Regions from separate parts of the Mus musculus genome. Here all the other regions are linked to region 1. A link is a contact called in public promoter capture Hi-C data. All regions are on one chromosome and are shown on one strand. Each heading gives the region's core, a stretch centred on a gene start, on an enhancer-like site or on the middle of the called end of the contact. The rest is flanking DNA. Distances are from core to core; before and after follow the strand shown. Region 1 holds the start of Rab11a (RAB11A, member RAS oncogene family). Region 2 holds the start of Anp32a (acidic (leucine-rich) nuclear phosphoprotein 32 family, member A). Region 3 holds the start of Rps27l (ribosomal protein S27-like). Region 4 holds the start of Aph1c (aph1 homolog C, gamma secretase subunit). Region 5 holds the start of Aph1b (aph1 homolog B, gamma secretase subunit).

What was found. Promoter capture Hi-C pulls out the DNA fragments that hold promoters and counts their contacts.
Region 2: a contact with region 1 is called in a promoter capture Hi-C map of erythroid cells, with 21 times the contacts expected there. The contact joins the promoter of Anp32a here to the promoter of Rab11a in region 1. A contact is called at or near these places in 2 of 39 promoter capture datasets (erythroid cells and pre-B cells).
Region 3: a contact with region 1 is called in a promoter capture Hi-C map of pre-B cells, with 2.3 times the contacts expected there. The contact joins the promoter of Rps27l here to the promoter of Rab11a in region 1. A contact is called at or near these places in 2 of 39 promoter capture datasets (neutrophils and pre-B cells).
Region 4: a contact with region 1 is called in a promoter capture Hi-C map of erythroid cells, with 13 times the contacts expected there. The contact joins the promoter of Aph1c here to the promoter of Rab11a in region 1. A contact is called at or near these places in 2 of 39 promoter capture datasets (erythroid cells and pre-B cells).
Region 5: a contact with region 1 is called in a promoter capture Hi-C map of erythroid cells, with 30 times the contacts expected there. The contact joins the promoter of Aph1b here to the promoter of Rab11a in region 1. A contact is called at or near these places in 1 of 39 promoter capture datasets (erythroid cells) and 1 of 9 other capture datasets (liver).

What each region holds. Positions count from the first base shown.
Region 1 is chr9:64,735,883-64,739,920 of GRCm38.p6, forward strand. Rab11a (RAB11A, member RAS oncogene family) reads right to left here and starts at 1,874. Exons shown (of 5, transcript NM_017382.5): 1 at 1,702-1,874. The coding sequence starts at 1,741. n-TQctg9 (a tRNA gene) reads left to right here and starts at 2,164; the gene lies at 2,164-2,235.
Region 2 is chr9:62,339,044-62,343,081 of GRCm38.p6, forward strand. Anp32a (acidic (leucine-rich) nuclear phosphoprotein 32 family, member A) reads left to right here and starts at 2,300. Exons shown (of 7, transcript NM_009672.3): 1 at 2,300-2,511. The coding sequence starts at 2,458. Gm20346 (predicted gene, 20346) reads right to left here. Exons shown (of 2, transcript NM_001378702.1): 2 at 2,459-2,945. The coding sequence ends at 2,881.
Region 3 is chr9:66,943,789-66,947,826 of GRCm38.p6, forward strand. Rps27l (ribosomal protein S27-like) reads left to right here and starts at 2,298. Exons shown (of 4, transcript NM_026467.5): 1 at 2,298-2,392; 2 at 3,043-3,151; 3 at 3,799-3,909. The coding sequence starts at 2,387.
Region 4 is chr9:66,832,818-66,836,855 of GRCm38.p6, forward strand. It overlaps Aph1c (aph1 homolog C, gamma secretase subunit), which reads right to left and starts at 1,889. Exons shown (of 6, transcript NM_026674.3): 1 at 1,669-1,889; 2 at 342-512. The coding sequence starts at 1,781.
Region 5 is chr9:66,793,646-66,797,683 of GRCm38.p6, forward strand. It overlaps Aph1b (aph1 homolog B, gamma secretase subunit), which reads right to left and starts at 1,778. Exons shown (of 6, transcript NM_177583.4): 1 at 1,608-1,778; 2 at 425-595. The coding sequence starts at 1,720.

The DNA of each region.
Region 1 (4,038 bases), core at 624-3,123:
TTTTATTTTTTTTTAATTTTATCTTATTTTATTTTATTTTTTGAGACAGGGACTCACTATGTAACCTGGTTATCCTGGAACTCACTCTGTAGACCAGGCTGGACTGGAACTGCCTGCCTCTTCCTCCCAAATGCCGGGATTTTAAAAGCCTATACCGCCAAGGCCTGCTTTCCTAGTAGTATTTTTAAGGTTTGGTGCCTTCTTATCTATACATTACTTTCCAATATGGTAGTAAGGGTAACACTGAAGGTACTTACTCTATAAATAGAATATTCGGAGTAACTTTTGATAAGGGTGTACTAGCAGCTAATATGTCAAGACTTGTAAAGAATTTGGAAATGTTTCCTGCTTCTTCACTTAGTCCAATCACTCTTAGCACCCAATGGCAAAGCCAGGAACACTCACCATGCTTAACACTCTTGAAACTCCACCCTCCCCAGAAAAGCTTTAAAAGCAAGGGCTTCTTCCTCACTGGCAATGATCTTTGTTCAACAAATTACTGATGGCTGCCCTTCTAATTCAGGAGCAGAGCAAGGCTACGAAAGTGAGAGCGCATTCATGAACAAAAAAAGCGTTCACTGTACTCTCTCGTCACTGAGAACTGTATCCTTTCACTTCAGCTTCTTCGCGGACTCAACCCATAAGCAAGTCTCTATTTACATTCTTCCCTGTTCTGTCCACCGGCTCCACATTTCCCCCCATCCTGTAATAAATTCTTGATTTCACTAAAAGGGCACGCTAGCACTATAACCCTCTCTCACTGTTTGGGAAAGGTATGTGACCAACCAGGGTTCTTCCCTTCCTGTCGGATCCTCCCAGTATTGCAGCAGGAAGCAACCAGTCCACAGTGATAAGCTCGCTAGTATTTGTGCAGCGCACAACCTTTCCTGTTCGGGAACTGGGCCTTCAGGTCTGGCAGGGATAACAGCCACCACCCATCCGCAGCCCCTTCTCGAAAGCCAAGTAAAAGGAGTTATCCCGGTCTGGTTGTAGCTAGGCAGGGACAGAGATGAAAAGGGGGGGAAAAAAAAAAAAAAAGAAAAACGCGAGGTGGGAAGTCATCTGCTTGCCTGGACACTGCGACAAGTGCATGAACGCCAGGAGTGATGGACAGCCCCTCTTGCCCTCCCCTTCTCTCCCTCCCACCAGCCAGGTCGCTCCGGAGTGCTAAACATTAGTTGCCCGTCTGTGGGGAGGGAGGGGACAGTCCGCGGGTACTGACCTCGAGGTCTGCGGGGATGGGGGTGGGGGCCCGGGGACGGGCGAATCTGGCCGAAGCCCAGGAAAAGGCTCACGAGGAGGGAAGGGAAGAAAAGGGAAACGAACAGAAAAGAGAAAAAGCAACACCCCCGCCCCCCGAGCCAGTGGGTGTCCCGATATGGGTGCTCAGCCCAGGCAGGGGCCTGTCAGAGGGGGGACGTGAGACGAGCAGCAGCATCCAAGAGGAGGGGCTCGAGACGCCCAGGGAAGGAACTGCACGGCCGTGAGGGACGCAGCCATCGGGGAGGACATACAGAGAGGGGCGCCGCGGCTCGTCAGGCCTCCCAAGGGCGCGGGAACCCGGACGAGCGGCGGGACCCCCGACGGGGCGGCAGGAAGGAAGCGCCGAGGCGGACTCCGACCAGGGCAGGGCTGGCCCTGCGCGGGTCCCCCGGGAGTGTCTCGGGCCCCAAATGGGCTCTCGCTGGCCCACGGCCTCACCTTTAAAGAGGTAGTCGTACTCGTCGTCGCGGGTGCCCATGGCGCGGCCGAGGAGCTGAGGGGCGGGAGCGGCGGTGGCAACGGCGGCGGGACCAGGGGGCGTCGCTGCAGGGGTAACCCGAGCGAGCGAGGAGCTTCAGCTGCCGGACCCGGTGACGAGCCCCGCCCTGTATGCGTCACTTCCGGAAGGCCCCAGCCCCTCGCAGAAAGTACTTCCGGAGAGATGGCACCCCGCCCATAAGCTAGGCAGGGTGGAATGCGCAGGAGTGGACACCACATTCTCACCCGGCTTTGGGAAGGCATACAGGAAAAACAATCCTAAAATGGTCCTTGGAGCCTTTGGCTTGTTCTTCTCCCCAATCATTCAGAGAAGCGAAGTGTAAATCTTTTAGTATCTGGCTTCCGGTTGGGGGCGGAGTTTTGTCAGCATTAGAGACCCGAAGGCACTGCTGCCTCCGTGCTGGTTCCATGGTGTAATGGTTAGCACTCTGGACTCTGAATCCAGCGATCCGAGTTCAAATCTCGGTGGAACCTGCTCCCTTTTCTTCATACTTTTAACTCATATTGATTGTATTCTTTAGCTCATATTGAATAATAGAATAACCTTGTTATATCTGCTCTTGGATTGAACCACAGGTAGCCTTTACCTATGAAGACTACACTAATCAATCTTGTCAATTCAGTAGTATCTGATCTTCATGGAGACCTATTGAACTCTTTGGTTTTTCTTAGCCTTGGAGAAAGTTTGTTACTTGATTCCTTTTGCTGGAATTTTATACCCTCAGCTTCAGTTAAGGATAGGCACTCCTCACCCACTCAATCTCTCCACAAATCTATTGCACTATCTCCAGATGTCATTAAGAGAACTTCGCCCACCCTTTCTCATAAAGATTCAAGATCTTGAGTCCTATTTTCTGGCCTTCGAGCTAAGCCCGATTAAATAAATTTTAACACAAGAAGAATGGCAATTCCCATGTTAGCAAATATCAGTGTTAAGACTCAAGAAATTTGCCACAGCATCTCCTAATAATTTTGTTCTTGTTGTTTGAGGTGGTTTCACTCCCCCTCTGTACCCCAGAATATAGCTCAGGCTGGCCCTGCTGTCCTCCTCTGCCCCTTCCCACCTCCACCTCCGTCCACACAGAGGCATAGTCATCTAATAATTCCTGGGAAACAGATGTTTGTCATTCAGCCTACAGATGGAATTCAAATTGCTAATCAACTGACCTTAAGCAGAGATGTTATTTTTTTATTATCTGAATAAGCTCAGGGTTGTCCTTAAGGTCTTTCCAAAGTTGGAAGGAGGATTGTCAGCAGGGACGAGATGTTCTTCCAGACAGCCACCAGCAAGTCTGAGGAGTTCCCTTATCTATTAGGGACCTGGATTCGGAGAAAAACTGATTCTTGACTTTGCTGCAGCAAAACATTTCAGGATGAACCAATATGTGAGACAATCAGACTTTATTAGAAGAGATTTTTAATATAGATTCTAAGCTATATACTTAAGAGGAAGTGAGGGTCTCAGAAAGAAAGGTGTGGCCAAGAACATGTCTGGGAGTGCCTCAGAGAGGACTAGAGTTTCTGAGGAATCCAAGATCACAGGGCGGCTCCTACTTGGTGAGTAGAAACTTAACTGATGGGGTAACATCCAAGGTCACAAAGAAAGGTTGCAGGGGAACCTGGGGTGTTTTTCCTGTAAGCAAAGCTCTAGCCTTGTTTATGAGATGGGGAAAAGGGTGGCCACACTTAACCATCAAGGCTTCGTCCTTAAGGATAGTTCATTGCTGTTTTAACACTCTCTCTGATACATGTCATGTTTTAAAGGCTGTCACTAGGCCAGGTGTGGTTACACATGCTTTAAATCCTACTTGGGAGGAAGAGGTAAATGCCTCTGTGAGTTCAAGGCCAGCCAGGGTTACAAAACAGGAAAAACATAGCACAAGAAAGGCCATCCCTACAGCTGGGGATGGCAGCACCTGTGGTCCCAGCACTCATGAAGTAGAGGCAGAAAGATTGCAAGTTCTAGGCCTGTCTGTGGAGATCCTGTCTCAGAGGTGGTATGTGCCTGTTCCTGATAGCTCAGCAGGTAAAGGCACCTGCCACCAGGCCTGAAGGGCTGAGTTCAATTCTAGAGACCTACAAAGGAGGAGAGACCTGACTCCTAATTGTTGCCCTCTGACTTCCACAACATATACACACATTAAATAAAGATATAGTTTTAAATTTTTTAAAGGAGGAAGCATTCTTACTTTCTCTTTCTTACTTTCTTTTTTACTTTCCCTTAATAAGTCTACATTCTCTCTACAATAACAGTAATAAAGAATGCCGTCTCCACAT
Region 2 (4,038 bases), core at 1,050-3,549, 2.4 Mb before region 1:
AGACTGCCTAGTCCTTCCCCCCTCCCTTGTTTTTTTTCAGGCAGGGTTTCTCGGTGTAGCCATGGGGGTCCTGGTCCTGGAACTCACTCTGTAGAGCAAGCTGGTCTCGAACTCAGAAATCCACCTGCCCACCACTGCCCAGCATCAGACTGCCTATTCCTCGAAGCCTGTTGTAGTTTCAGTCTGTAATGAGGAACCGCACCTGTTCCAGGTCCATATAAAAATTCTCCCAAGAGAGGTTGGGTTTTTCTTACTACTTTCCTGAAATACAGATCAACTGGGAGCAGTACCTACCACTAAAACACACAATAAAAATGTAATTTAATAACCCTGTAAATAATAATTACACACATTCATATATATATATGTATATATATACATATATATATACATATATATATATATATGGTTCAGCTTCTATACTGACTGACACCGAGTAAAAGCCATCTTTCAGTTTTGTGACACTAAATGCAAAAGCTGTTCTTCAAAATTTGTAAAAGGAAGATGCTCCAAAATGAAGTGATGTCTAACACTTTCAGTTTTCTATTCTAATTAGTCTCTAACACTTTGGTTTCTCTTCATATGAAACTTCCACCTCTTCACAATTCTGTTTTCTTCTGTCCCTGTCACTTGAGCTCTTGGCTTCTTAGCAGAGGAGGTAGAATGGACACCTCCTTGCTCCGATGTGTTTTGAGAGTTATTCCTTGGAAAGGACTCTCTCACAACACTGCTGATAGCAGGTCCTCAACTTCAGTGTTTAAGAAGCAAGCGAGCATTTACCATCCAAAAGAACAAGAACTTCAAGACTTCTGCTATAACAGATTTTGTACACTACACCTTCTTAAAATATTTGTAATGAAAAACTATTATTGCTTTAAAAACCTTATCCAGAAACATGAGCTGATACATTGGCAAAGAGATAATTTGGAGTTCTTTGTGTTTTTAAAAGGAAACAATACAATTGAAACATTCCAGATATACAGCCTTTGTAAAAATTAACAAAAATCTAAGGATAAGAAATGTCAAATGAACAACGTAAAGAAATTACATATTTACCCAGACGAAATGGTTTTATTTTGTACTTCCAGCTACTTAGAATAAACATTTATCAGCTTTCAAATCCATTTGTTTGATCTAAAAGAACTAACTAAATAAAATACTTAGTTCTAATGTCTCAAAAAAAGAATTACTTTGGGGGTGTTTGCAGAAGCGTGTAGATGAAGACACATAGGAAAAGACACTATGATAAAGTTGTGTGAATAAAATTAAACATGTATCCCGTAATTTGTTCACAGCCGGACATCCACATAGTACCATGAGGTCCGAGGGCTGCCCATAGGAAGCTGGTAACCCAATGGGAACCAGGGCTGTAAAGGTTTCTTAAAAAACGTAACGTGGTCGAACAAAAACAAAACCCAAAGCAACTGTAAGACCTGGCGTAAGTGCCCCCAGTTAGCGACTCTTTGGCAATGCAGATCCAACCAAACGATTAGAATGAAACGTGCAACGCTCTCTCTCAAAAAATCCTATAAAGCCCGTCAATTATGTTCGGCTCTGAGAATCGGCAGTTCCCAGCACCTTCCTTTTCCACTTTTTAATATTTTATACAGTTCTCCATCTGCGGCCTTTCCATTCATTAATTGCCCTATACAAGATCCCCCCGATGACTCTCGGGGAATTGCTTCTTTTAAGACAGGGCATCAGATTGCCAAGCCTCTGGGGTCGAGATCGCGCCCTCGCTCCTTTGGATGTGGGAGCGTCATGCACTTAAGACTTGATTATTTAATTGCGGAGATGGGAGCAGACCGGTCGGAGGGGTTGTGCCAAGTGGGCATCCCGGGGTGTGTGTGTGTGTGGTGGGATTTGTCCTTCGTGCGCTCCAAAAATGCGCGCCCTCCTTGGGCCTGCCTTGTGCCCGCGCGCCCCAGGCCTCGTCCGCCCGCCCAGCACCCAGAGGATGCCCCCGCAAGGACCCCGCCCCTCCCGTGTCCACGCACCTGCGGCCCCGCCCCCGGCCACGAACCTTCAGGTCCACGCACCTGCCCTGCCTTCCCTCCCGCCCCCAGCGCGCAACCACCAAGGTGCAGCCGCGCTCCTCTTCGGCGGCCCCGGTATCTAAAGGGGTCCGTCTCCGGCACCACAGCCAAATGGCTGAGCCTCCCTGGCCCGCTGCGCAGGATGCCCATTGGACCCTGCCCCCCGCCGCCACCACCACTATTGGCTGGCGTCCGAAGCCTCGCCATTTGATTGGCTCTTGTTGCCGCCGCTCCACGCAAGGAGCCGCAGGTCCCGCCTCTACGGCGATCAGGTTAGTGTGCGCCGCGGGTGCTGGGGGCTCGAGAACCGAGCGGAGCTGGTTGAGCCTTCAAAGTCCTAAAACGCGCGGCCGTGGGTTCGGGGTTTATTGATTGAATTCCGCTGGCGCAGGATCCTCTGCAGAAAGAGAGAGCGCGAGAGATGGAGATGGACAAACGGATTTATTTAGAGCTGCGGAACAGGACGCCCTCTGATGTGAGCATTTGCCAAAAATATCTCTGTCGGTCCATTCTCCTACTTTGTGTTATGTGTGCGTGTGTGTTTTGGGGGGAAGGCACTTTTTTATGGAGGGGGGCTCCGGGGAAGGTGTGGGGTTTGGGGTCTGACTGCAAATGAATTGCAAGGTTGGATGGCGGGGGTGGGGGGGGTTGCAATGCCACCGGAGCATGTTTCGTCCGCCGTCGCTGCTGCCCTTGGTGTGTGACTGACTACCTGTGCGTGTGCTCCCGCGTGTGCGGGTATGGGTGCGAGGGTGTGCGTGCGAGTGTGCACCCAGCGGGGGGCCGGCGGGGCGCACGCGTTCGGGTCGGAGGGAAGGCGGCAATTTCACCCTCGTCCGAGCTCTCAGCTCCCACGACTTGCATCTGGATGGAAAAGATGATCGAGGGGAGGAGAAGATGGGCTGCCTCCTGGATTAAACAACAAAAAGGGGTTGTTATATTTTAGAAGCGTAACCCCCTTTCCGCCCCCTCCCGCGCCTGCCCCCTCCCTTTGCAGTCTCTTTCGCTCGCTCGCACACAATAAGTTTTGGGCTTCGCGAGTCCGGTATAGTTTCTGATCAATGTAGCCCGAGGACCCCGGGGAGAGCGCGTGGGGACCCGACTGCTGCGGAGTTGGGAGATGGCTCGAGTTTAAAGCGCGTCTTCGTTTCTCTGCGGGGATGAGGCGAGAGGTGGGGAGCCATATTTGTAACTTTGTCGTGTTCGTGAACGCGCCCTTTCTCTCCCTCCCTCCCTTTCTCTGTCTGCCTTCCTTCTCCTTTCTCTCTCACTCTTTCCACCCCACCTTTGGGCCAGATGCTGTCTTTTCTCCCTTCTTCCTCGCGGAAAGGGAGGGGGGGTACCTTAGGTTAAGGGGGAGGGATTGTGAAGTGTGCAAATGCTCAGATAATCCTCGCGCCTCCCCAACCACGAGCGTCGCTAATGTAAGTTGCCCGGAGGCTGCGTCCCGTTCTGGCCCCCGGCTCCCTCCCCAGATGCCAGCCTTGGCACCCTGACGCCTCATCGGCAGCAGACACCCCACCTTCCCGGTCCTTGCTTCTCCTGGGGTGGGCTCCCTGGCAGCCATTCGGCGCTTGGTTAATAAATGGGCACGAGAAACTTTATCAGAACCCGAGCTGCCCAGAGCTAGTGCCGCTGTGGGGACCGACCCAGTCTACATTCTTGCGGGCACGGCAGGCACGCAGCTCTGGGATGGGCAGTTCGTCTGGCCGTAGCCGTTATGGATTGGGCAGCGGCGGGAGTATGGCAGGAGGAAACTTACACCGGTGGGAACAGGGAGGCTGGGCGCGAGCCCACTGCAAGGGGAAGTGAGGGTTGGTGGGTGACTCGAAAGCTACTGTTTATTTTTGTCTCCCTCTCGCTTTCACGCACTCGTGTTGTCTGCGAGTTGACCCATTCGAGAGACCTTAGGGTCTGCGGTGGAAACCCTAGCCAACTTCCCCTCTAGGCTCGGTAGTAGGGAGCAGGAGCTCGCGGGCGGGAAAGATCTCGGGTCTAGCCT
Region 3 (4,038 bases), core at 1,048-3,547, 2.2 Mb after region 1:
GACCAGTTCCCAGGTCTTCCTTCATTCAGCTATTATTTCTGTAAGACATTACCATAAATATAGTGGTTTAAAACAATACAAATGCATAATGGTAAAGTTCTGTGTTTTGAAAGTTTGACCCAGATCTCACTGGGTTGAAACTGAGCAGCGTGGAGGAGAGCAGATTCTTTTTTTTTTTTTTTAAAGATTTATTTTTTTATATGTAAGTACACTGTAGCTGTCTTCAGACACTCCAGAAGAGGGAGTCAGATCTTGTTACGGATGGTTGTGAGCCACCATGTGGTTGCTGGGATTTGAACTCCGGACCTTCGGAAGAGCAGCCTGGAAGAGCAGTCAGGTGCTCTTACCCACTGAGCCATCTCACCAGCCCAAGAGCAGATTCTTTATGGAGATTCACTCCCTTGGTTTGCTGCTTGTACCAACCTCCCACATTCCTTGACTCGATGTCTCCTTCCTCCATCTTCAACGTCAGTAGCAATGTCTGCTGTGGTGTTAGCACACACCTGCATCCCAGCATGCTGGACACTAAGGCAGTAGAATCAGGAGTTTGAGGCTATCTGAGGCTATATAGCAAGACCCTATCTCCAAAAATCAAAACCAAAACAAACACCGCCAACCCCCACCGCCATCCCCACCCCCACCCTATTATGGTGAAGAAACTTCATGGCCAAGGCAACTTCTAGATGGAAAGGTTTATTTAGGTTTATGGTTCCAGAACAGTAAGAATCCATCACCATCATAACACGGATGTGTGGCACCAGGTAGGCATGGCAACGGGAGCAGCAAGCTGAGAGTCACATTTTAAAGGACAAGCGTGAGGCAGAGAGCAAACTGGGAATGTAACTCTTTTAACACCTCAGAGCTGGCTTCTAGGGACATATTTTCTGCAATGAGGCCACACCTCCTAAGCCTCCTAAGCCTAAACCGCACCAACTGGGTCTCAAGTGTTCAAATGGCAGAGACTAGGGCAGGCATCTCATGCAGACTGCAGCCTTAACTGTACTCGTCAAGTAACCACAGACCATGGACATTGAGACATTGGAACTTCTAGGACCATTATTTTCCCCGTACACACATAATAATTTACATAGTTATCTATATCACCATATTTAGTATTGACTTACAGTTTATTCATTTTTGGTGTTCCAGAGATGGCCCCATATGGCTGAAGATGATCTTGAATTTCCAACCCTCCTGCCTAAACCCCAAGTGCTGGATTATAATAAGTGTGCCCCATACCCCTAGATGTATCCAGTGCTGGAAATCAAACTCGGGGTTTCTTACTTACTGGGTGAGCACTCCTCCATGAGGGAATGCGGTGTTTTAATTTTCTTCTGCTTTATGCAAATTGAGTATTATACATCTTTTTTTTTTCCCCAAATTGGTAGGACAGTCTTAGGGTCAAGCTTATAAATGGTGTATGTGTGTGTGTTTAAGCCAGGGGGTCAATATCAGGTTTCTTTCTTAGGTGCCACCTACCACGTTTTCTGAGACAGAGGCATATCAAACACAGCAGCAAATGGGATTTGTTTAAAAAACTATTTCAGAGCAAAGCAAACCGGAGGTGAAGCCTATCCGGTGCAGAACTTCAAGTCTCACTCCTTAGAAGGCACAGACACAAGACTAGAAGTTTGTTTCACAACCCGTCAGTGGGATCTTTCTAGTTAAAAATTATTTATTTAGTGGTGTTAGGGATTTAACCTAAGGCTTCATGAAGGCAAGGCAAGCATGCTATTAGCTGAGCTACACCTCCAACCCCAAAATCAGATTTTTAAATTTAATTATGAGTGTGTGTGTGCGCGCGCGCGCATAGGGAGTGCAGTGCCATAGAGATCAGAAAAGACCTGCAGATCTCCCTGGAGTTGAGTTTGAGGCAGTTTCGAACCGCCCAGCTCGGTTCTGAAAACCAAACCCAGATCGTCTGCGGGAGCAGTACACAGTCTTAACCAACACACACTCTTAAGCGCTGAGCCAGCCCCCTCCCAGGCTCGCCTATGGTGTTTGTAATACAGCGAAGAACAAAGATTATTGTTCCGTGTGTCCCCCTGTCCGCTGCCCCGCACAATGAACAGGGGAGACCAGGCTAGTTGCAGCCTCGGGTCTGGTTTCCCTCTAATGCCTAATGCCCGGGCCTCCGAAGCCCGGCCTGGGTGCAGGGCGGAGTCGGAGTTTAACGCAGAAGCCATTTAAATGTCCCTCATTGGACTTGGCCCGGCGGTCAGGGCGGGAGCCGTACCACTGAGACGGGAGCCTAGAGCGGTCGCCCCCGCCTCCACTCCTCTCCACTCCTCCCCGCCGCCTCTATCCCGGAAGTTGCTGAGGGGCGCTCGAAAGCGAGCAGTTCGTCTCGGCGACCTGGAGCGGCCGCGCTTGCGGAGCCGTCACCATGCCCGTAAGTTTTTGACTTTGGGCTCGGGCTTGCTTTCCTTCAGGCTTTCTGTTAGTCTGGCGCCTCGGCAGGCGGCTAAGCCCGCGGCGTCTCTTGCTCCTGCGGGCCGAGGCATGGCGGGCTTGTTGAGACTTGTCCGGGCGACACGGCGCGGCATGGCGTGGCGGGCCCTGTCCGGGCTCGCGTGAGTGGCCAGCCCGTGGGGTGCAGCTCCCAGCTCACCATGGGCTTCAGGGTCACTAACGGGCCTCGCAGCTTCCGACACGTTCACTCCACCCCGGGCGAGCATGCCGCAGCCCTGTGCTGGCCATTGGATGTGGAGCCCCGGGGCTGAGGTCATCCCGGCCTTGTTCTGATCTGCTGCGCTGCGGCTTCGGGGAGGCCCGAGCCAGACGCTGGTTTTTACTTAGCTTTGATGGCTACCCAGCCAAACGACAAAGGGGTTCTCTCTCCCATATGCTGCCCGAGCGCTGTAAAGTGCCAGGAAAGGACTGGCAACGTGTGGGTGAAAGTGGTCCTATCTTGAAAAGTTAGGGTCTTAAGTACCCCCTCTGCGGAGTGTGCCTGTTGCTCCTGCTTTGCGTTCCTCGTGTGATTCGGGCTGCCACCCGTGTACTGTGACTCCAGTAGTAACAATATGTTTCCTTCCACAGCTGGCTAGAGATCTGTTACACCCTTCCTTGGAGGAGGAGAAGAAAAAACATAAGAAGAAACGGCTGGTTCAGAGCCCAAATTCTTACTTCATGGATGTGAAATGTCCAGGTATAAAATTTCAAATTTCCCTGTCCTAAAGGACGTTTCAGGAAAGATTCACACTTTAATAAGTCAGGATCCACTGTTGACTAGAAATGACATTACAGAATTGTCATAAGGGTCATTTTAAAGAAACATACTCAAACCTTTGTAGAAACATATGGGAGCCAGGTAAAGGATACGTTGACTTAAGTCTTTAACTTAAGATGATCATTAAGATGATGAATTTTCTTTTTTGCAATGCAAATAAAATATATGTTGATTCTTCATTCTCAAACTGCTGTCTGATGTGTTTGCTATACCATATGTGTCTGTTTAGTACTTAACATGTGGAAATGGAAACAGAATTTAAGAGTAAAACACTACACTGAAGCTATAACTTGAAACAGATGACATGTCTGTTACATGCTGAAATGTTAACGGTTCTGGAATACTAAATTTAATGTTTCACCTTAAAAAAAACAAGTGACTTCTAGAATAATTATTGTTTACAGAATTTACAGGAAATTCTGTTAAACTTAAGTTCTGTTAAAACATCACTTAATATATAAATGACAAGTACTTTACATGCTATCAAGAAAAATGAAGAGCTGGGGCTGTGTTTTCATCTGCTTTTCAAGTTTTTAATGTATGGTTCCCCTTCCTTCCCTTTCTAGGTTGCTACAAGATTACTACAGTTTTCAGCCATGCACAGACTGTGGTTCTTTGTGTGGGTTGTTCAACTGTGTTGTGCCAGCCCACAGGAGGAAAAGCCAGGCTCACAGAAGGTATGGCTTTTTTTTTTTTTTTTTTTTTTTTTTTTTGGTTTTTAGAGACAGGGTTTCTCTGTGTAGCCCTGGCTGTCCTGGAACTCACTCTGTAGACCAGGCTGGCCTCGAACTCAGAAATCCGCCTGC
Region 4 (4,038 bases), core at 639-3,138, 2.1 Mb after region 1:
AAACCAGACTGGCCTCAAACTCACAGATCTCTGCCTGCCTCTGGGGATTAAGGTGTGCACCACCAGAGCTTCTGTTTTACCTTTGCACCTCCAGTTCTGACAAAGTATCTGGGAAAATTCTCAAGAAACACTTTTGGGAGGAAGGAGAAGGAGGGAAAGGCAAGGGAGCAGGGGAGCAGGGGAGCAGGGGAGCAGGAGGGTGGGAGGGCGGGCGGGCGGACAGGCAGGCAGGCAGGCAAGCCAGGTCATAAATTTAAATACAATTTTCAGGCTAGAAATGTAACAACCACCAAATCATAATTCAAGTCTAACTGGGAAAATAAAACAAACATTTAACTTACTTTAACAGCTTATAATATGCGAGCCTGAACAGCTCTTGGATACAGACAGAGAGCAACGCTCCGAAGATGAGCAGATAATTCTGTACTGATTCATCTCTGTTGTTAGTAATGACTCTCACTAGGAACCAAAACATGGACGAAAGCAGGAGAGACACCAACCAGAAGAAAGCACTGGAACGTAGAAGACAAAAGTCACGAGTTAACAGAAGCACAGGAAACAAATATCTTGATCTTTTTTAGGAAAGAACCCCTTCACATGGTATTCCGAATCAGCATTTGCTAATCAATGGTCCATTTTCCTCCTAGTGAAAAAACAGTCCAAGAGGAACGTCAGATGCCCTCAACAAGGACGATTCAGTGACCCTGTCTGTGTACACCAGAACACTATCTGCCAAGGACTGGCAACGAGGAAGTTGGTTACTGCTTTGCCTCATTGGTGTGCCATAGAAACATATAACCAGTGGCTGTTACAATTTTCATATCCTAGAAAATGTGAATTTAATGGCTTAGCTGTCTGTAAAGATAAGTATCTTTTCTGAAGGAAAACAAACACCTACACCTGTATTTATTGTGTGCACCATGGAAAACTCAGAAGTTGAAAACCCATGCTGTGGTCTAGTTGTTTTCCAGGCCCGGTTCTTACAACCTTCCTGTGGACTTTAAGGACACAGCAAGCTTGACGTTCAACAGACTCTATTGATTTTTAATGCCAACAGCGAAGGAGCACTATTTATTACAGGAAAAAAGAACGCAGAGAGGCTGGAGTTCCTGGCTAGCCAGTGAGTTGCCTGGGTGCCAAGTCTCAGAAACTCAGTCTCAGCAGGTGCAAAGGGATCAAGACCGCAGTCACCAGCAGAGTTAGATATTTACCAAGTTCTCAGCAAGACTGGTCAGGTGTTGCAGCGGTTTTCTCAGGCTTTCACCATTGGCTGCACCCCAACCATTACCCAGGGGCCTACAAGAAAAATCTGAGCCCAAATTCCTCACAGGCATTCTGAGTCCAAGAACGGGGGTTGAGGAGGTGGACAACTGATCCCCAGGTGTCTTTAATGGCAGAGAGTGAGAACAGCTCTTCGATGCCGCTGAGCACTGAGTGAAATGAGAAATTCCTACGGAAAGACTAAGGCTCCATACACGAATGTATCCACTTATTCCCATCTTCCACAGAAGCCAAGACCCGCAGGACTCGCCTGCTCAGCCTGAACCCCCTCCCCCCAGTCTTGGACAGTCCCACAAGCTGGGAGCCACTGGGAGATGGGGATCCCGGGGTCGTGGAAACCCAGGAGAGGGAGGGACCCGCGGTGTCCGGGACTCGGCTCAACCTCACCCAGCGATGAGGAAAATGACGCGCAAAGGGTCGGTGGCGATGGTGAAGAGGTAGAGTGCGAACGCGGGCCCGAAGGCGATGAAGGCGCAACCGAAGAACACAGGCAGCGTCATGGTACCCACAGAAGCCAGTCCCGGGGGACCTGAGTGGATCCGAGGTGACTGGGACGATTTCTTAGCGGAATGCGGGGCGGGGCAGGCCTGCCAGGTACTCCGGGCTCGATCAGAGAAGGGGGCGGAGCAAAGCCCGGGAGGCGGGGCCTCGAGGTGCTCCAAGGCTTTTTTGAGCGGAGGGCGGGACGTACGAGAGGCGGTGCCTTAGGGGCGGTTTCTGGCCAATCAGAGCCTGGGGGCGGTGCAGGACACAGCCAGTCAGAGCAGAGGGCGGAGCGGCGCTCTAGATGAAGTGCCTTGAGATGCTCCGCGGCTTGTTTTTGCAGAGGGCGGGGTGGAGTCGAGGAGGCGGGTCCTCGAGCTGCTCCACAGCAAGGCAGGACTGGGCGGGGGCGGAGCTCGAAAAACAGAGCCTGTATCGCACAACGGTCAGTCGCAGAGGGGTGTCCAGGCGGATCTCGGGAGGTAGTTCCAGGAGGTGCTCCAGGCGCTGAGAGCGAATGGCGGTGCAGGATTCGGGAAGCTATTTCTTGAGAGGCTCAGAGTACTGTTAGAACCTGTGCAGCGGCATCGAGAAGCTGTCAGAGAGGCGGTTCCTCGAGGGGCTCCACGTGCTGTCAGAACCGGGGCGGCCTCTAGTGTCTCTGCGTGCGTACAGCGCAGGGGACAGGGCCTCGAGGGGCTTCACAAGCGGTCAGAGCGGAGGTGCAGCCTGGAAGGATTCGGTGTGCGGGCAGGCTGGGCAGCAACGCGGCCTCCTGGGACTCCACGTGCCGTCAGACTGCGGGGCGGGGCCTTGAGGGCTGGGCAGTTCTTCAGAGCACTCGGGGTGCTGAGAATGGAAAGGGGTCCTTCAAGGTTTCTTCTCTAGGTTTCTTGGGGCAATGAAAGTTGCCCGCCGAACTGGGCGGGCGCCTAGACCTCCGAGAGGCAAAGGGCTACACCAAGCCTCAGACTTGCCAGCGCTGCAGGTCCTTATTCCAAAGCGTGGCTCACTGAAGACTTAAAAGCTGTGCCCCAGCCCTCTTGCCTGTGGGTACACATTGTCCCTGGTGCTGGCCAACTGTAAGGTGGTCTAAGGGAGATTACCAGGCCACTTTTGTGCTGAAGGTCAATTGAAGTAAACAGCAGGACAGGGGCACGGTTCCTTTAAAGTAAGTATTTTTTCTGTGTCCGTGGTTGCAGGAATGTGGGGCTCCCATCCTATGTAAAAATCCAACTGGGCTGGTATGACCCAGGTGAATCATCCCCTATGGAAAAGGAATAATGAAATACTGACGAGTTGTTCTGACAAGTTGGTTTCTGTGCCACTAACAGCCCTGATCTCCAAAAACTTAAAAAATTTTAAAGGCATTCTCTAATCATATCTGAATTTAAATTTCAGGACAAACAACCACAGCTATGTTAAGAATGCTACAAGGTTAATATTGACTAATTACATTCATGTTTGTGGAGAATTGAAACGCTGTAGATACAGAGCCAATATCTTGGGCTATCTAGCCTCTTTAACAGCTATTCATTCCCACCTCTGCATCTGCTCTAATGCCCTTGTGACTATCACGTGACAGGTTTTTTCCTTCATATTTACTACTAGCCTCCACAAACCCCAAAGCTAAGAATGTCATCGGATTGCAGCATCTGACACCTGTAGCAGAGATTTCCCTGCTCTGCTCTGCCCCACTTACCTGATATTTCCAATAATGCATCTGAAAGGGGCCTTGATTTATTACTTTCTTTTGTAACTGTAAAAACTTCATGTACTCATTTCCATGTGGGAAAACAGTATTTGGGGCAACCCCAATACTCTGTTCCCCAGGCCAAGATCACTCAAATTTGGCTGCAGAATAAACAATTTTGAAATGAGAGCTGTGTTTTGCTTGACATTCTTATAGTAACATCGCTTTGCTATACATTCAATCACAAGTCAATTTCAGTGATGCATCTGTCTTCCTGTTTAAATGTAAACTTCCAGAGGGAAAAGACTTTGTTATTTCCCAGTGCCTAGAAGAAACTAAAGTAAGGAATAGAATAATCTTGAAGATGAAGCATTGAAGCATCTGAAATCTATTAATTTCATAATTTCTAAGAAGCTTAAGAATAAAGATTATAAAGTTCTCTGGCCATTCATATTTAAGATACATCTTTATTCATGTTAAGTGAGACTACCTCATGAGTTATCTTGAGGACCAAGCCTGACACACCTATACATTCTGAATATCCATTGCTATAGTCTGCATCTGACCTGTCTCCTTCTGGC
Region 5 (4,038 bases), core at 528-3,027, 2.1 Mb after region 1:
ATAATGGAAGGCATAATTTCCATAAGAATAATTTATTTGAGGTGGTAGGAGGGAAGCATGAAGTTCAAGTGGAAAGGCTCTTTATTGTTTCAGTAATTATTTCCCTGGGTTATTTTTCTTCAATAGTGGATTTCTTTTTGTTCATTCATATCTTGCCTGTTTCCTCTCATTATAAATTCTACCAGGCCAGAGCTTCTGTCTCTTAACCCACCTTTGTACCTCAGCTTCTACAAAGTGTCTGGCATTGGGAAATTTTTGAAGAAACACTTTTGGGAAGAATGAAGAGAGAAAGATAAGGAGGAGCAGGAGGGCAGGCAAACCGGATTGTAAATTTAAATATTCAATATTTTCAGGCTAAAATTGTAGCAATCACTAAATCGTAATTCAAGTCTAACTGGGAAAATAAAACAAACACTTAACTTACTTTAACAGCTTATAATATGCGAGCCTGAACAGCTCTTGGATACAGACAGAGAGCAACACTCCGAAGATGAGCAGGTAATTCTGTACTGGTCCATCTCTGTTGTCAGTAATGACTCTCACTAGGAACCAAAAAACGGATGACAGCAGGAGAGACACCAACCAGAAGAAAGCACTGGAACGTAGAAGGAAAAAAAAAATCACAAGTTAACAGAAGCACAGGCTTAATAATGACTTTAAATCAAACCTGCTTGAGCTACAAATCATTTTTAGTAAACAATCCTCACAAAGTGATGTTTTAGATCAGAATTTTTTTTTTCTCCTAGTGAGACAAATAGTCCAAGAGGAACGTCAGATGTGCTTAACAAGAACGATTCAGTGACCCTGTCGCGTGCACGCTAGGGCACTATCTGTCAAGGACTAAGAGGCACTTGGTTGCTGACTATTTTTCCTAAGAGATGCTTTGTGTGCTATAGAAATATACAACCAGTGACAGTTGCAAATTTCATATCCTCAAAATTCACCAGAAAATATAAGTTTAATGGTTAGATATTGTCAAGTGTCTTTTTCTAAAAGAAAATGAATACCTAACGCCTGCATTAATATAATGGAAAGTTCAGAAGCTGCAAACTTCGGGCAGGTGCAGCGAGACCAAGACCACGTTCACCAGCAGAGTTCCGGTATTTACCAAGCTCCCAGGAGGACATGCCGCCTGGTCAGTTGTTACTGTGTTTTCTCGAACTTTCCTCCTTGACTGCACCCAAACCATTACCCAGGAGTCTACAAAGAAAATCTGAGCCTGAATAGTCTGCACAGACATTCTGAGTCCGAGGATTGATGTGAGGGTGGGGGGCAGGGAATAAACATCTGATCTCCAGGTGACTTTAATGGCAGAGAGTAGTGATAACGACTCTTCGATGCTGCTCAGCACTGAGGGAAATGAGAGATTCCTACAGAAAGACAAAGGCTTCATGCAGGAATCTATCTGCTTGTTCCCACACTCAGCCAACAGAAGCCAAGGGGCGCCTGCTTAGCCTACGGGCCTGCTCTTCTCAGACCCTCCCAGGAACAGTTCCAGCCCTGGACCGCACCACAAGCTGGAGCCCCTGGGAGATGGGGATCCCGGGGTCGTGGGAACCCAGGAGAGGGAGGGAACCCGCGGCGTCCGGGACACAGCGCAGCCTCACCCGGCGATGAGGAAGATGACTCGCAAAGGGTCGGTGGCGATGGTGAAGACATAAAGAGCGAGCGCGGGCCCGAAGGCGATGAAGGCGCAACCAAAGAACACCGCAGCCGTCATGACGACCTCGGGAGCCAGTCGCGGGGGCCCGAGGGCCCTGCAGTGCCCAATGGACAGCGGGTCCTGGATACGGGGCGGGGCTGGGTGGCGAGGCTCCGGTGCTCCGTCAGAGCAGTGGACGAGGCGGAGCCCGTGAGGCGGGGTCTGGAGATGCCGAGGGCGGGACGGGGCTCGAGAGGCGGAGCCTTCGGTGCCCTAGTCAAAGAGGCAACAGGAGGGAGCTTCGGGAGGCCAGGCCTGGAAGAGTTCCATAGCCTATCAGAGTGGACGGCAGAGCGAGGGTTGGCATGCAGGACCTCGAGGTCCTCTAGTCACACGGGACAAGGCAGGGTTCGGGAGTTGGGGCCTGAGCTGCTCCTTGGCCTGTAAAAGCGGGTTGCTGGGCGGAGCTCGGCAGGGGACTCGAGGTGCTCCGAGGGCAGAGGAGGGGCGTGGCTTCGGAGCACAGATCCTGTCAGAACAGGGAACGGAGGTCGGAAGGCGGAGAGCCTGGAGGAGTCCCACGCCCAGTCAAACCGGAGCCAGGTCGGAGCCTGGGAGGCGGGGCTTTGAGTCGCTCCCAGACCTGTCAGCGCCTGCAGAGCGAGCTCAGAGCGCCGCCCTACTCCAGCCAGAGCAAGCTCAGAGTGCCGCCCTACTCCAGCCAAAGCGAGCCGAAGTTCTGGAGACCTGGTAATGTAGTGGGCGGGGCTCCGAGGTGTTATAAGTGTAGTCAGAGTCAGCCGCTCCAGACATTAGGCCTAGGGTTTGTCCCTGCTCAGTTACTGATGGAGTTTTGTTCATCACCTTGAGCCCCACTGTTCCTAGGCTTAGCTTTTATACCTGGATTACATGCTGATGGAGAAAGAATATAGAGGTGAAAGCTGTAATACTTGACATATATATTACAAAACCTGATGCATAGAGAAATGCCAGAATCCATGTAAAAAACACATAGAATTCTTCCCACCCAGAGAGCAGCCTTTCCCGGTCACATATCAGTAGGGCTATGAAGGGTTATGCCAGATGAAGAGGTTTCTGGTCATCACAAACCAGAGAAAATTCCAGAGCAACCAGCAGAATCTTCATCTTCCTAGTTCTTGTCTTCCCTCATCTCCAGAAGTTAGAAGTGGGTCAGTTGTTAGAAATAAACTGACTTGACTTCACTCTTTAATTAGGTTCACTCTAATAAGGTTCTTTTAGCCCGATGAGTGGAAAACTAATTATTGTTCTTTAAGAGACCTTGGTGAAATGTTTACGGTCCTAGGTGTTAGGGATAGTGTGTTTGATCTTGTGTCATTTATGAGTGGGTTTGCTTTTAAATGAAGCTTAGGTTGAACTGGATGAACCTAGTACATAGACGGGCAGAGTCCACATGCAGCATTGCTAGGACAACAACATTTTTCTATTCTCCTATGCCTTGTTCCTATCTACTTATTAACACCAAGTATGCTGAAGTTACTTTTATTAATATAATATTTTCAATAATTTGAACATATATACAATGTATTTTGGTCATATTTATCCTCTTTCCAGATTCACCTCCATCCCCTACCTGCTCCCAACTTCATGTGTTCTTTTTTTTCTCTTAAATTACACACTGAGTCTGAGTCTAATTTGTATTGCTCATGTACGTCTGGCTGTAGGGACATCCATTAGAGTGTGGTCTACCTCCCAGAAGCCATGCCCTCGAGGAAAGCTGACTCTCTCTGAAAAGCCAAGCTGTCAATCGCTTCCCAGTCAGTGTTTGCATCTTATGAACTTCTTCCTACTCTGCGCTAGAATATTGACGAGCTTCATCTTGTGTAGGCAAACAGGGCTGCTCTAGGTTTGTGAATGCATTTTTTTTTTTTAATGAATGCATTGGTCCTGCCAAATCTAGAAGACACTGTTTGCTTTGCTCCACCCTGGCCTCTGGCTCAGACCATTTTTTTTAAGATTTATTTATTTTATGTGAGTACACTGTAGCCATCTTCAGATACACCAAAAGAGGGTGTCTGATCCCATTACAGATGGTTGTGAGCCACATGGTTGCTGGGAATTGAACTCAAGACCTCTAGAAGAATAATCCGTGCTCTCAACCAGTGAGCCATCTCTCCAGCCCAGGCTCTTACAATCTTTATACCATACCATCACTTCTATGATGTTCCCTGAGTTGTGTAAGGGGGCGTGATACAGATGCCTCATTTGTGTGTGTGCATCCCGCAGTCTCTTTTCTTCCATTCTTTGACCTGTTGTGACATACCACATTGAGTTTGGTCAGCTTTCACATGTTGTGCACTTACAGAGATCATCCATCTGTATCTTGGCATCTTTATTGATTGATCAAAAACCAGTTG